Linked DNA regions of Mus musculus: all the other regions are linked to region 1. Evidence: chromatin contacts called from public HiChIP or PLAC-seq and promoter capture Hi-C data. All regions are on one chromosome and are shown on one strand. Each heading gives the region's core, a stretch centred on a gene start, on an enhancer-like site or on the middle of the called end of the contact. The rest is flanking DNA. Distances are from core to core; before and after follow the strand shown.

The links. HiChIP or PLAC-seq counts read pairs in DNA pulled down with a chosen protein or histone mark. Capture Hi-C pulls out chosen DNA fragments and counts their contacts.
Region 2: a promoter capture Hi-C map of adipose tissue shows a contact between it and region 1. The contact joins the promoter of Clec3b here to the promoter of Kif15 in region 1. A contact is called at or near these places in 1 of 115 datasets of contacts at active chromatin or transcription factors (pancreatic cancer cells) and 2 of 9 other capture datasets (adipose tissue and liver).
Region 3: an H3K4me3 HiChIP or PLAC-seq map of bone marrow-derived macrophages shows a contact between it and region 1, with 2.2 times the contacts expected there. The contact joins the enhancer-like site here to the promoter of Kif15 in region 1. A contact is called at or near these places in 6 of 39 promoter capture datasets (the 3T3-L1 cell line, the C10 cell line, frontonasal cranial neural crest and 3 more), 2 of 115 datasets of contacts at active chromatin or transcription factors (the SCID.adh cell line and bone marrow-derived macrophages) and 2 of 9 other capture datasets (adipose tissue and liver).

What each region holds. Positions count from the first base shown.
Region 1 is chr9:122,949,256-122,952,950 of GRCm38.p6, reverse strand. Kif15 (kinesin family member 15) reads right to left here and starts at 1,870. Exons shown (of 35, transcript NM_010620.1): 1 at 1,799-1,870. The coding sequence starts at 1,817. 1110059G10Rik (RIKEN cDNA 1110059G10 gene) reads left to right here and starts at 1,951. Exons shown (of 3, transcript NM_025419.4): 1 at 1,951-2,146. The coding sequence starts at 2,039.
Region 2 is chr9:123,149,283-123,152,977 of GRCm38.p6, reverse strand. Clec3b (C-type lectin domain family 3, member b) reads right to left here and starts at 2,032. Exons shown (of 3, transcript NM_011606.2): 1 at 1,826-2,032. The coding sequence starts at 1,934.
Region 3 is chr9:122,783,958-122,787,652 of GRCm38.p6, reverse strand. It overlaps Topaz1 (testis and ovary specific PAZ domain containing 1), which reads right to left. Exons shown (of 20, transcript NM_001199736.2): 12 at 2,463-2,578. Among named protein-coding and RNA genes, the nearest start is that of Tcaim, 20 kb to the left of the region's middle. Within about 2 kb of position 1,777, at least 18 of the 459 cell types and tissues checked have an H3K27ac peak or open chromatin away from gene starts, as enhancers often do. A contact at or near this core is called in bone marrow-derived macrophages, where this site is marked.

The sequences.
Region 1 (3,695 bases), core at 621-3,120:
GATAGCTGCTGCTGCCTATCATGTGCCCACAGGCACAAAGTGTCAGGACAGTTACTACAACAAGAAAAAGAATATATGTACCATGCTCATGAGCTTCAAGAATAGGTAAAACTAATCGGTGAGGGTAGAAATCAGAAGACTGGCTGAGGCCGAAGGAGTTACTGACTGACTACAAGGCTATCGCTGTCCTAGCACTTGGGAGGTGAAATCCTGAGGATCAGAAGCTCCAGGCCCTGTCTGGCTTCACAGAAACCTTAAGACGAGCCTAGATTTTAAAAAGAATTTAAGCTCTATCATGTACTAGTTTGTACGCTTAAATTCTCTTACTGCTGAAGAGGTAGAGGAGACAGGCTACTTTAAATAGAGGAAAAGATCACACAGAGCTGTTCAAATATCAGTGTAATAGACTTAAAGGGTTACTAAAACAATTCATCAGGAAACAATAACAATTGACAAAGAGCTACAAACATGAACACTATTGTAAATTTCAAATGTATAATTTCACAATTTTCTCAAGTATCTCATTTTATTCTCAAATCTTATAATCAGCCGAAAAACAAAGGAAAAAAAAAAAAACCACACATGCCAGCACCCATATTCAGAAGCTCACAACCACTCATAATGCTAGCTCTAGAGTATCCAACCACTCCACGGCCATCTTCACCCACACAAGCAACCTACACACAAACTACACTCGCAGCTGTGCACACATATACACATGCATGTGCACTCACATACACACCAATAATTAAAAATAATTTAAGAAAGATAATAGGCAATATAAGAGGTGGCACTCATATACGTTGGAAGTGGGGGATTAAATCAATCTCTTTGTGATGAAAACAGATTAATATATATATTAGTCTACTCATAATCTGCACTTCTTTTTTCTATGTTTTTTTCCTCAGCCATCAATCACAATCTAAAACAACTAAATAGAAAATTCAGAATGAAACAATTTCTAAGCCTTTTTTTTTTTTTTTTTTTAAACAAGGTCTCAATATAAAGCCTCATGCTACACAACTCTTTTTAGCCAGGTACTATAAACACTACTCTCCTAACAGTCTCAGCCATTTGTTATTAGATCAAGTGGCTATATCACAATGCTTGTGTTCAAGTGACTTTTGGATACTAACTCTGTCATACTGTCTACAGAATTTCTCTCAGCAAGTAGACACCGTAGAATCTCATAGGATAAAAGACCGGTATAATAAGACACTATGTCAAAGACTACTTTCAAATAACTATTACTGTCTATTACTATAATTGAGGCAAAGACTACTTTCAAATAACTATTACTGTCTATTACTATAATTGAGGTATTTTAGTATTAGCTAATCTTAGTACACTTAGTTTACAGAGCACATTATCTATAGGGTTCTGTACTAAGATACAGTTCTGGTTTCAGGAACTCATGAAGTCTTGCATGAAGAATGGGAACTGTTGTAAAGGGACCGTTGCAATTCGCTTTAAAGTTCCCTCCTCTGAGGGTAGGCCACCGAAGGGAACACAAATCCCTTCCCTTCAAAAAAGGCAGAAATAGGTAATCAAGCATCAAGTGCAGCGCAAGGGCCGCCCTCAGGACACCAGAAGCCAGCAAGGAAACAGCAGGGTCCCATGCACAGAGAAGAGCGCTCGGGTGTAGGGTGGCCGAGGCGGGACGCCCGCGCTCCGTGAGGAACTCGGGTTCCCACTGCGTGTGCCGTCGTCGCCCTCGCGGGGCGCCCTAAGAGGTGACGCCCCGTAGCACCGGCATCTGCCAGCGGCGATGAGTTCACCAGGCAGGCTCGCAACTTACATTTGCAGCCGGGGGCCATGGCGACCCCGTCCGAGATTCGCTTACGCCAGGACCACCAGAATCCTCCCTTCAAGATGGCCGCAGATTTGAATTTGGCGCCCCAACGGACCACGCCTCCTGGGCGTGGTCGGATGGCGTCACTAACACGGTCTACGTCAGAAGTCCGCGCGGGCGACAGACACTTTGTACCCTGCCAAGTCTGCCGAGTGCTATTTATTGTTGGTCAGAACCAGAACTACCATGAGCAAGCGGAACCAAGTGTCCTATGTGCGGCCCGCAGAGCCCGCCTTCCTGTCCCGCTTCAAAGAGAGAGTCGGCTACAAGGAGGGGCCCACCGTAGAGACCAAGGTGAGGCCGCGGGAGTCGCCCCGAGTCAGACCCTCTATCTCCACCCCACTTCCGGCTCCTCGGTGCCGACGTAACTGACAGGTCCCTCACTCGCGACCAGCCGGACCCCAGGTCTGGCCTCTCGGGTCCAGGAATTCTTACTTGCAGGGTGCTATTCTTGAAAACGACCTAGCCCTAGTAGCTAGTCTAGACAGCTTTTCTGTCCTTTCTTACTTGCGGATCTCACTTTACCTGAGCAAGGTGATTGACAGCGTCGTCCCCTTTTTCAGATAAGGAGACCGAAGCCACTTGATTAAACGACTCGAATCAGGAGTCTTTGAAGGAATCAGCCAGGACTAGTAGAACCCCTGCTGTTTACCAAGCTGTGTGTCTCAAGATAGGGAAATGAAACAGTACTTCTCAAAGGGGGTTGTCTAATGAAGGTAACATTGAAAACACAATGCGTTCTTGCTGCCGAGAAGCTATGCACAGGTCAAACAAGAGGACATGCAGTTGTGTTCAAAAGCGCATCTAGGGATTCTTTAGTTTTGAGGGCTAGCTATGTAAGAGATGGCCTGGAGCATCCTAGACACAGTTTGAGAAAAAAAGACAGACATAATGGACAGTTGAGTACTCAAACTTAGTTGTCTAGACTCTTAGAAGCTGTGAAAGTTACATGGGATAAAATATAGTAGTGGGCAAAGGCCAAGTCATGCAGGGTATTCCCCATAAGATGACTGCCCAAAATTAAATATTAGACAGTTGCTTGAAAAATGAGATAATTCTGTATTTATCTCAAAGTATGCAAAACCTTTCTTAGTTAAAAAGTAGAAATGTTTTGACTTAGCTGACAAAATATAATTGTTACATTTGTACAGTGAGTACTAGGTTTCTGTTTGATAAATTTCAAAAGTTAAACAATTATGTACAGTATTGTTTATGTACAAAACCTTTTATATAACTATTTGTGTGTCCTTGAATAGCAGCTAATAGTATCTGCTGGGCAGTGGTGGCACATGTCTTTGAATCCTAGAACTCAGAATGAAGAAGCAGGCAGATCTCTGACTTCCAGACCAGCCTGATCTACAAATGGAGTTGCAGGGCAATGAAGGCTAAACAGAGGAAACCCTGTCTTGAAAAACAAACAAAGATATCTACAAAACTGAAGCTGTTAGTATATCAAATGAGCAGAGGTAGGGGAAAATATAATTTTCCTGTTATTTTCTGTACTTTTGTGGCTTGGATGGTAAAGTCAGGTTGTTGGTGTTTTGTTGGTTTTTGTTGTTGTTGTTTTATCAAATCCAGACAAGACAGGGATGAAAAATATTGATTAGAAAAGAGGAAGCAAGATGATGTGGCACTGCCTTCAATAGTCTAGATAGAAATTAATCCCACTGGAGAAGTTTCCCAGTTTCTGTTTTCTGGTATAGTAAAAATAAACTCTTTGGAGTTTATTTTTAATTAAAATTTTATCTTCTATTCATTTCAAGGATCATTATCCATTTTGCTTTTGTTCTAGTTTTGCTTGTTTGTTTGTTTTGTTATCAAGACAGGGTTTCTCTTTGTAGTC
Region 2 (3,695 bases), core at 783-3,282, 200 kb before region 1:
TTTTAAAATGAGCATTTTTGTAGACAATTATATTCATCTGACTTAAGAAATCAAAACAGCCTGGCAAAGTGGCGCACACTTTTAATCCCAGCACTTGGGAGGCAGAGGCAGGCAAATTTCTGAGTTTGAGGCCAGCCTGGTCTACAGAGTGAGTCCAGGACAGCCAGGGCTACACAGAGAAATCCTGTCTCGAAAAATAAAAAAATTAAAAAATTAAAAAAAAAAAAAGAAAGAAAGAAAGAAATCAAAACAACCCTTAAAATCTCTTTTCCAATCCAGACTGTTCCCTGCAGAAGTCATCTCTGTTACATTTGGGATCTTTCTGGAATAGTTCTCCACACACACAACAGACATTTACTTTTAGTCAGTCCATTCAAATTTTCTAAATAATCACTGATATATGTTAGTTGTTCAGGCTATCAGGATTCATCTCCAAACTTGTATGGCTATGATAAATCCCTTTGTCGAGGGGCTGATAATATAGTATCCATTCTGTTTTGAATTTTATTCACATTGTAAACTCAGTCTTCAGTATTTTGGTTTTGCCTATTTTTAAGACAGAGTCTCCCTGTACAGCCTTGCCTGGCCTGGAACCCCTAGGCTGGACTCAAACTCACAGATATCCACCTGCCTGCCTCCAGAGTCCTGAGTTTAAAGGTGTCCACCACCACACCCAGCGCTTTATCTTGTTCGTTTGTTTGTTTAAAGTTCTGAAGACAGAACCAGGAAGTCACACTATAGGCAGCTTGCACATTAGAGCACAGCAGGAAGGAAGCGGCTTAACTCTAATGCTGGAGTTTTGTTTTGTTACTTTTTTTTTTTTTTTTTTGAGATGGGTTCTGTAGCCTTGGTTGGTCTCAAATTTGCTATACAGTTGAAGATAACCTTAAATTATAATTCTCCTGCCTCCACTTCCAGAGTGCTGTGGTTAAAGTGTTTCCCTTCACTCTGGATTTTATGTAAATTCTGAATCAAACTCAGTTTCTTGCAGCCACTGGGCAAGCAAGCACCCTACCGCTGGATTCTGCCTGCTCTTTGCTGTAGCCTTGTGTTCCAAGATGCTGATTTGTATAGTTCACTGTGGAGGCTCAGAGGGCCTGTAAATTTCTTCACACCCTCCCCTCTCTTTGGCTGGGTTCTAGGGCCCCATCTCTCTGACTCTTCCTGCCATCCTCCAAAGTCCTGTAGGGTGACAGCCTCAGTCATTACCAGAACGTTCCCCACCCATCCCAGGATGACCTCACTGCTGACAGGACTATGGAGGTAGGTCTTGCAGCCTCAACTTTTCAGAGGAGAGCAGAGATGCTCTGAGCTCATCTGAGGGAACAAGGCTGACACCCCATGGAAGTAAAAGTCCATCTCCCCCCATTCCCCCTCTGAGTTTGTCTCTGGAGGACTTTAAATATATTATTAAATGTTGTCTGCAAGTCTTTGAGCAAATTCCACCCTCCTGGGCTCACAGTTGAGGAAACCCAGTCTGGTGCTCCCTGTTGGGAACTGTCCATCTCCAAGCCGGAGGTTTGATTTCTCTAACGTGTTGGGTGCCAGAGGAGGAGCAGATGTTAGTTTACAAAACCTAGTAAGATTATTCTCTGTTCTAAGAGTCAGGGACTCGAATCTCTGACAGCCATCCTTGCTATGAGAAATCCCCAAGCTCCAGGGGTCTCTCACCAAAGGTCCCAGAAGGACTCACCAACATCAGATATGGAGGGAGGATCATGAGGTAACCAGGAGGGTAGCTGCCCCCAGACTGTGACTGCTCCCCAGAAGATAAAGGAAAAAGCTGCTCCTAGGGCATTGGGAGGGACAGCTGCCCCCTTCTTACCTTTCTTGGCATTTGCAGCCTTCTTGGCCTTGGGAGTGGGTGACTCTGCAATGACCTGGGACAGGAAGGAGAAGAGGCAGAAGAGCAGGTAGGTGCCCCAAAATCCCATACTGCTGCTGCTGCCTGGGTCAGAAAGCAGTGGCCACTGCAGCCTGGGCTACACGTCTTAAGGCTGTGGACACAAGGACCTCAGCCTGGGAAACCCTCCCAAAACTTGGCTGAAGACATGTAAAAAAGAAAGAGAGAGAGAAAAAAAAAGTGAAGCAAGCCTGCCAAAGGAGAAAGGCTTGGGAGCCATAGCTACACTGCTGTGGACAAACACCCAGCAGCCTGGCCAGGCTCCGAGAAAGTCAGCATTTCAAAGGATTCTGACAGATAGCCAAAAGCTGTCATTGTTCAATCCATCCAGTGATCATCTCTCGCAGGAGCCAGATTGGGCCTAACATTGGCTTAATGAGTCTCTGCACCCACAGAATTGCCCTTTCCCATTTTGTTGAGGGAACTGGGGGTCCTTCCTCACATTTTTTCCCTCAAAAATCTGTCCTGAAGCCATAAGAGAGACAGAGCAAAAGAGGGGACCAGAGCAGAGAAGGGACCCAAAAGGCCTTAGAGCAGAGGTGCCAGAGAGGGAACCAGGGTGATGTCTCCTGGATGTGCAGTGAGGGGTATCAAAGCTCTGCAGGACAGAGGGAGGCATAGCCAGGAAAGTGGAGGTCCTGCAACAGTGCTGGATTCCAAGCATGGGAAGGAGGAACCCTGTAAGCAGGGGAGTGATGGCCAAGACCACAGGAACACCGATGGCATAAGCAGACCCTAGTAAAACAGTGGGCTTAAAAGCAGGGTTATCGGTGGGCCCCTGTGAATGTGAACATATCCAGAGAAATCCATATGTGTAGTCAACATAAGAATGCAGAAACATCTGACTCCCAGCTGTCCCTGAAAGGATCTTACTGCTACAAGCCATCCAAAGCCTTGAGTCCTCCTGGCATGTAAGTACAGAATGCAACATTCTACTCAAGGATTCAGAGCATGGCAGAGAGATGCTGGGTCCAAGGCTGGGGCAGGAAATGAACCCAAATTGTGAGAGACCAAACTGTGGGAAACTAAGTCCCGCCAGTAACTCTCACCCTAAAGATCCACTGACCCTTTGAAGGGAATTATGTCACCCCCTCCTTCATTGCCTCCACCTGGCACCTGAGACTGCCAGCTTCACTCCCTCCTTCACTTGGCACCTAGAACTGCTTAGATTAAGGCAGCTTCACCTTCTCCTCCATGTCTCCGTTTGGTGCCCAGGACTGTTTTAGGGCTGACATTCCAAGATAAGCTGCAAGAAGCCTGTAATCAGCATCCGCCCCAGATGTCCATCCCTTTCTCTGTATTTTATTATGCCCCTTCCTATTTTCTCTCACTGTGTGCTTATAATCAGGCTCCTAGCCTTCATTAAACAGACCTTGACAACTCTTTGCTTGGTCTTGCTTCCCTTTCTCCGCTCATTTCGTCTTTCAGGCCCTGGTCCTTCTCGACCCATGGAATAACTAAGTCCTGCTGGACGGGACACCAAATGTGTCTCACTGCCAGGAATCAAGCATACTTAAGAATGCTTAGGACCCATCAGTGGGAACAGCCAGCCTGAAGGAGTTCCTAAGGTGTGAACTCACCAGTGTTGGAGATTCTGCAGAATGGGAGCTCTCACACTACCATCAGCACCAGGCTGGAGGAGATGAACACATAATATAGCTCCACATATAATTCTGGAAAGGACCCTTGGATACAATTGATGGGATGTAAGGCACACAGGGCAGAGCTACGTCCTGTCCCAGTTCCAGTGGGGATGCTACAATGTATGACCACGTCTTCACCTTTAGGCAGC
Region 3 (3,695 bases), core at 528-3,027, 170 kb after region 1:
CCAGTGTTTGAGAGATCTCAGAGGTCCATATTAATTGAAACTGCTGGTCCTCCTACAGGGTCGCCCTCCTCCTCAGCTTCTTCTAGCCTTTCCCCAATTCAACCACAAGGGCCAGCAGTTTCTGTCCATTGGTTGGGTGCAAATATCAGCATTTGACTATTTCAGGTGCTTGTTGGTTCTTACAGAGCTCGGTCATGCTAGGCTCCTTTTTGTAAGTGCTCTATAGCTTCAGTAATAGTGTCAGGCCTTGGGACCTCCCCTTGAGCCGGATCTCACTTTGGGCCTTTCTTTACCAAGTTAAAAAAATTATCTTTCATTCCTAATCTGTCAAGAATTTTCACATTTAAACTCATAAAAGATACTGGTTTATAGCCCTCTAAAAAATCATCTAAAAGTGTGTGTGTATGTGTTGCCTGCATGTATGTGCACAATATGATGGTACCAGGCATGTCTGGTACCATCAGAGGCCAGCAGACAGGATAAGATCCCCTAGAACTGGAGTTGCAAATGGTTGTGAGCCACCACATGGGTGCTGAGATCCAACCCTGGGTCCTTTGTTAGAGTAGTAGTGCTCTCTGCTCCAGCTCCACAGCATGAAGACTGAGTACCATGTAACCCAGGCTGGCCTGGGCTAGATTTGAGTTCCTGATCCTCCTGCCTCTATCTCTCAAATGCTAGATTACAGGTATTGAGTTATCACATCTGGCATCTCTTAGTTTTTTGTACCCACTTTGGCTTTTAATTTAATTTTTCTGAAACAGGGTTTCACTATGTAGCCTTAGCTGTCCTGGAACTCATTCTACAGACCAGACTGGCTTCAAACTCACAGAGATCATCTGCCTCTGCCTCTGCCTCTGCCTCTGCTTTCTGAGTGATAGGATAAAAGGTCTGTGCCACCATGATGGGCCCACTTTGTTTTTTGTATATGGTAATACCTGCCTCAAAAATGCTGATAAGCTAATCATGGTGGCACATCCTACCAAGTGGGAGATAGAGATAGGAGGACTAGGAAGCCAAGTGTAGCACTGACTATATAGTGAGACCCTTTGGGTGCAAACAAAAACAAATCAACGGCAGACAGAAAGAAATATAGACCAATAGAAATTAGTCTCTCCAATTTTCTGGAATTATGTGTAAATTCACTTGGACTTGTTAAAAAAATGAGTAGACTTCTCAAGAGAAACTATCTGGTCATTGGGATAGCATTCTTAAAGGTTTAAATTGTGGATTAAATTTCTTCTATACTTTATACAAGTATTAAGACCTAGAAATCATTCCTTTTTATCTTTGTTGCTGAGCTCACACACGATTAACATTCACACCAATCGTTTCAGGGGCAGGAGGGTCTGGACTAATCCCTTCACTCCTGATGACTTATGTCTGTGTCTTTTTCTTTTAAAGAAATAACTTTGTGTCTGTGGGCACGTGCACTCAGAGGTCAACCTCACGTGTCATTCACTCCTCAGGATCTGTCCTGTAGGGAGTAGAGGAAGCCCAGAGCCTCAGACTCATGGAAGAATGGCAAAAGTGACTCAAGGGTGACTCAGAGAGAAGTGGTAATACCTCCTTTTCTGGTCCATATGTTGGTAGTATGTACAGAAAATGTCTGCCATAGCTTTCTCCCCCTGGATGTTTATACCGAAGACTGCTCCTACTAAGATTGGCAGCCTGCTTCCTTGATCCAAGATACTTCTGTCTGTATCTGTTTGTCTTTTCTTCATTCTCTCACCACCCCAGTAAGAAGGCCAAGCAAGGGCTTACCACCATCTACCTTGTTTTTGAGACTAGGTTTCTCACTAAACTCAGAACTCACTATGTAAGCAAGGTTGGATGGCCAACTGACCCCAGGGACCCTCCTGTCTGTCTCCTTGTACCAGGGTCACAAATATCTATGACTAGTCAGTCTTCACACTCATGTGATAAGCACTTTACTGACTCTTCTCTCCAGCCCAACAAGATGTGCTTTCCCTTTTCTCTACACGGGTCTATTGCAGCACTACTTGTTTACTTTTAACATCACTAGGGATGGAACCTAGAACCCTGCACATGCTAGGCAAGTGCTCTTCCCAAGGAAGACAGCCAGTTTTATGGCAGTATGGTAAATCAGAGATTAAATCATTGGTTGGAGCTTCATAAGCTGAGCAGACATAGTGAACGAAGGGGAAGTGAGAGCACCAAGCTAGCAAGAGTGAACCAGGGAGAAAAAAAAAGCTACTATGATTTGCATACGCATTGGCGCACATTAAGTACAATTAAGTAAGCAGTCAAACGGGAAGAGAAGCTTCCTTGCCCTTAGTGTACACTGCAGTTAAGTGAGGTTCTCAGCAGAGTCAGATTCAGGTCAGCTGTGCTTAGAGACAGGAAGAGGCTTATAATGGGTGACAAACTTGGCCTTGAGACAGTTTGGATTTCACCTCGCTTGGTCTCCACCAAGATACAGACCTGGCAGTCTCCCATCTTACCTGGATTTGGCTTGCAGAACTGCAGATATTTCTTGTTGGGATGCCTGTGCTTGATGTAAAAGCTTAACAATATAGTTCAAGTGCTCTGGGTCAGGTACCATCCCAGCTTCAATGAACTGCAGAAGAAGAGGGAGAAGAAGGGGAAGGGGAAGGGGAAGAGGAGAAGGAGTCATTCTTGTAAAAATGTGAAAGAACTGAGAGGCCAATGTATGAGAAATAACTAAGACATTGGCAGCAGGAGTCAGACATGGACACAGGGGAATCGAAATATCAAAACTTATTAGCAAAGTTTGAAACATAGTGTTATCAAGTGTTTGAGAACCACAGAAAGATGTATTCAGAATTTTAAGCAAACATGGGAACAATATTTTTGAATATCAAAATTGAACTTTCTTTCCATTCTTGGGTTGTCTCAACTACTTTGTCGTGTAATTTCTATCTGGCACTGTCTGTCCCACTGTAGCTCAGGTCTGGCATTGATGCCTCATCCCTGATGGTGAATGGGGAGAGGCTCATCCTGAGCTTTACCCCAGCCCTTGCCAGGGAAGAAATGGTCTTTACTTAATAAATTAACAACCTGCATGGCTGACGGCCTGGATGCAGTCATCTACTTAATTCTGAGACATTCCCCCTCGATTTTCATAGGCCCTGCTTCTTGTCATTCATGTACCTCAGCTTGGATGGAGAACGCTGACTAAAGTACCTGGATGCCTGTGGTCTGAGACTGGATGGACAGGAGGCAGATACCCAAAGTTATCCTAAGGCATTGGGAAGGCTTGAAGCTATGATGATTTCTGCTAGAGGTCATGTGACTAGACCACAGCGTGCTACCCTATGACTGGAAGACTGACTCAGCTGAAGGTGTATGGACAATACTTCTTCAGAGTCTACTATGGTTATATTCTCCTATTGAGAAATTACTTGAACACACTAAGATATTTATATTTTACTATTTACTTATTTTGAGGTGTGTGTGTGTGTTGTATGTATATATACATACATATGCAGACAGATAGATAGACAGATATATATATGTATGTATGTATGATTTGGGGAGCACACTTGCCATGGCTGTGTGTGGTCAGAAAACAACTTTTAACAGTAAATTCATCTTCCACCTTGTTTGAGACAGGGTATCTTTCACTATCTGTGTACCCTAGACTAGCTGTCCCCATTCATTTCTGGGCTATTCTCCTGTCTCTGGCCCCCATCTCAATAGTGACAGGCTTACAT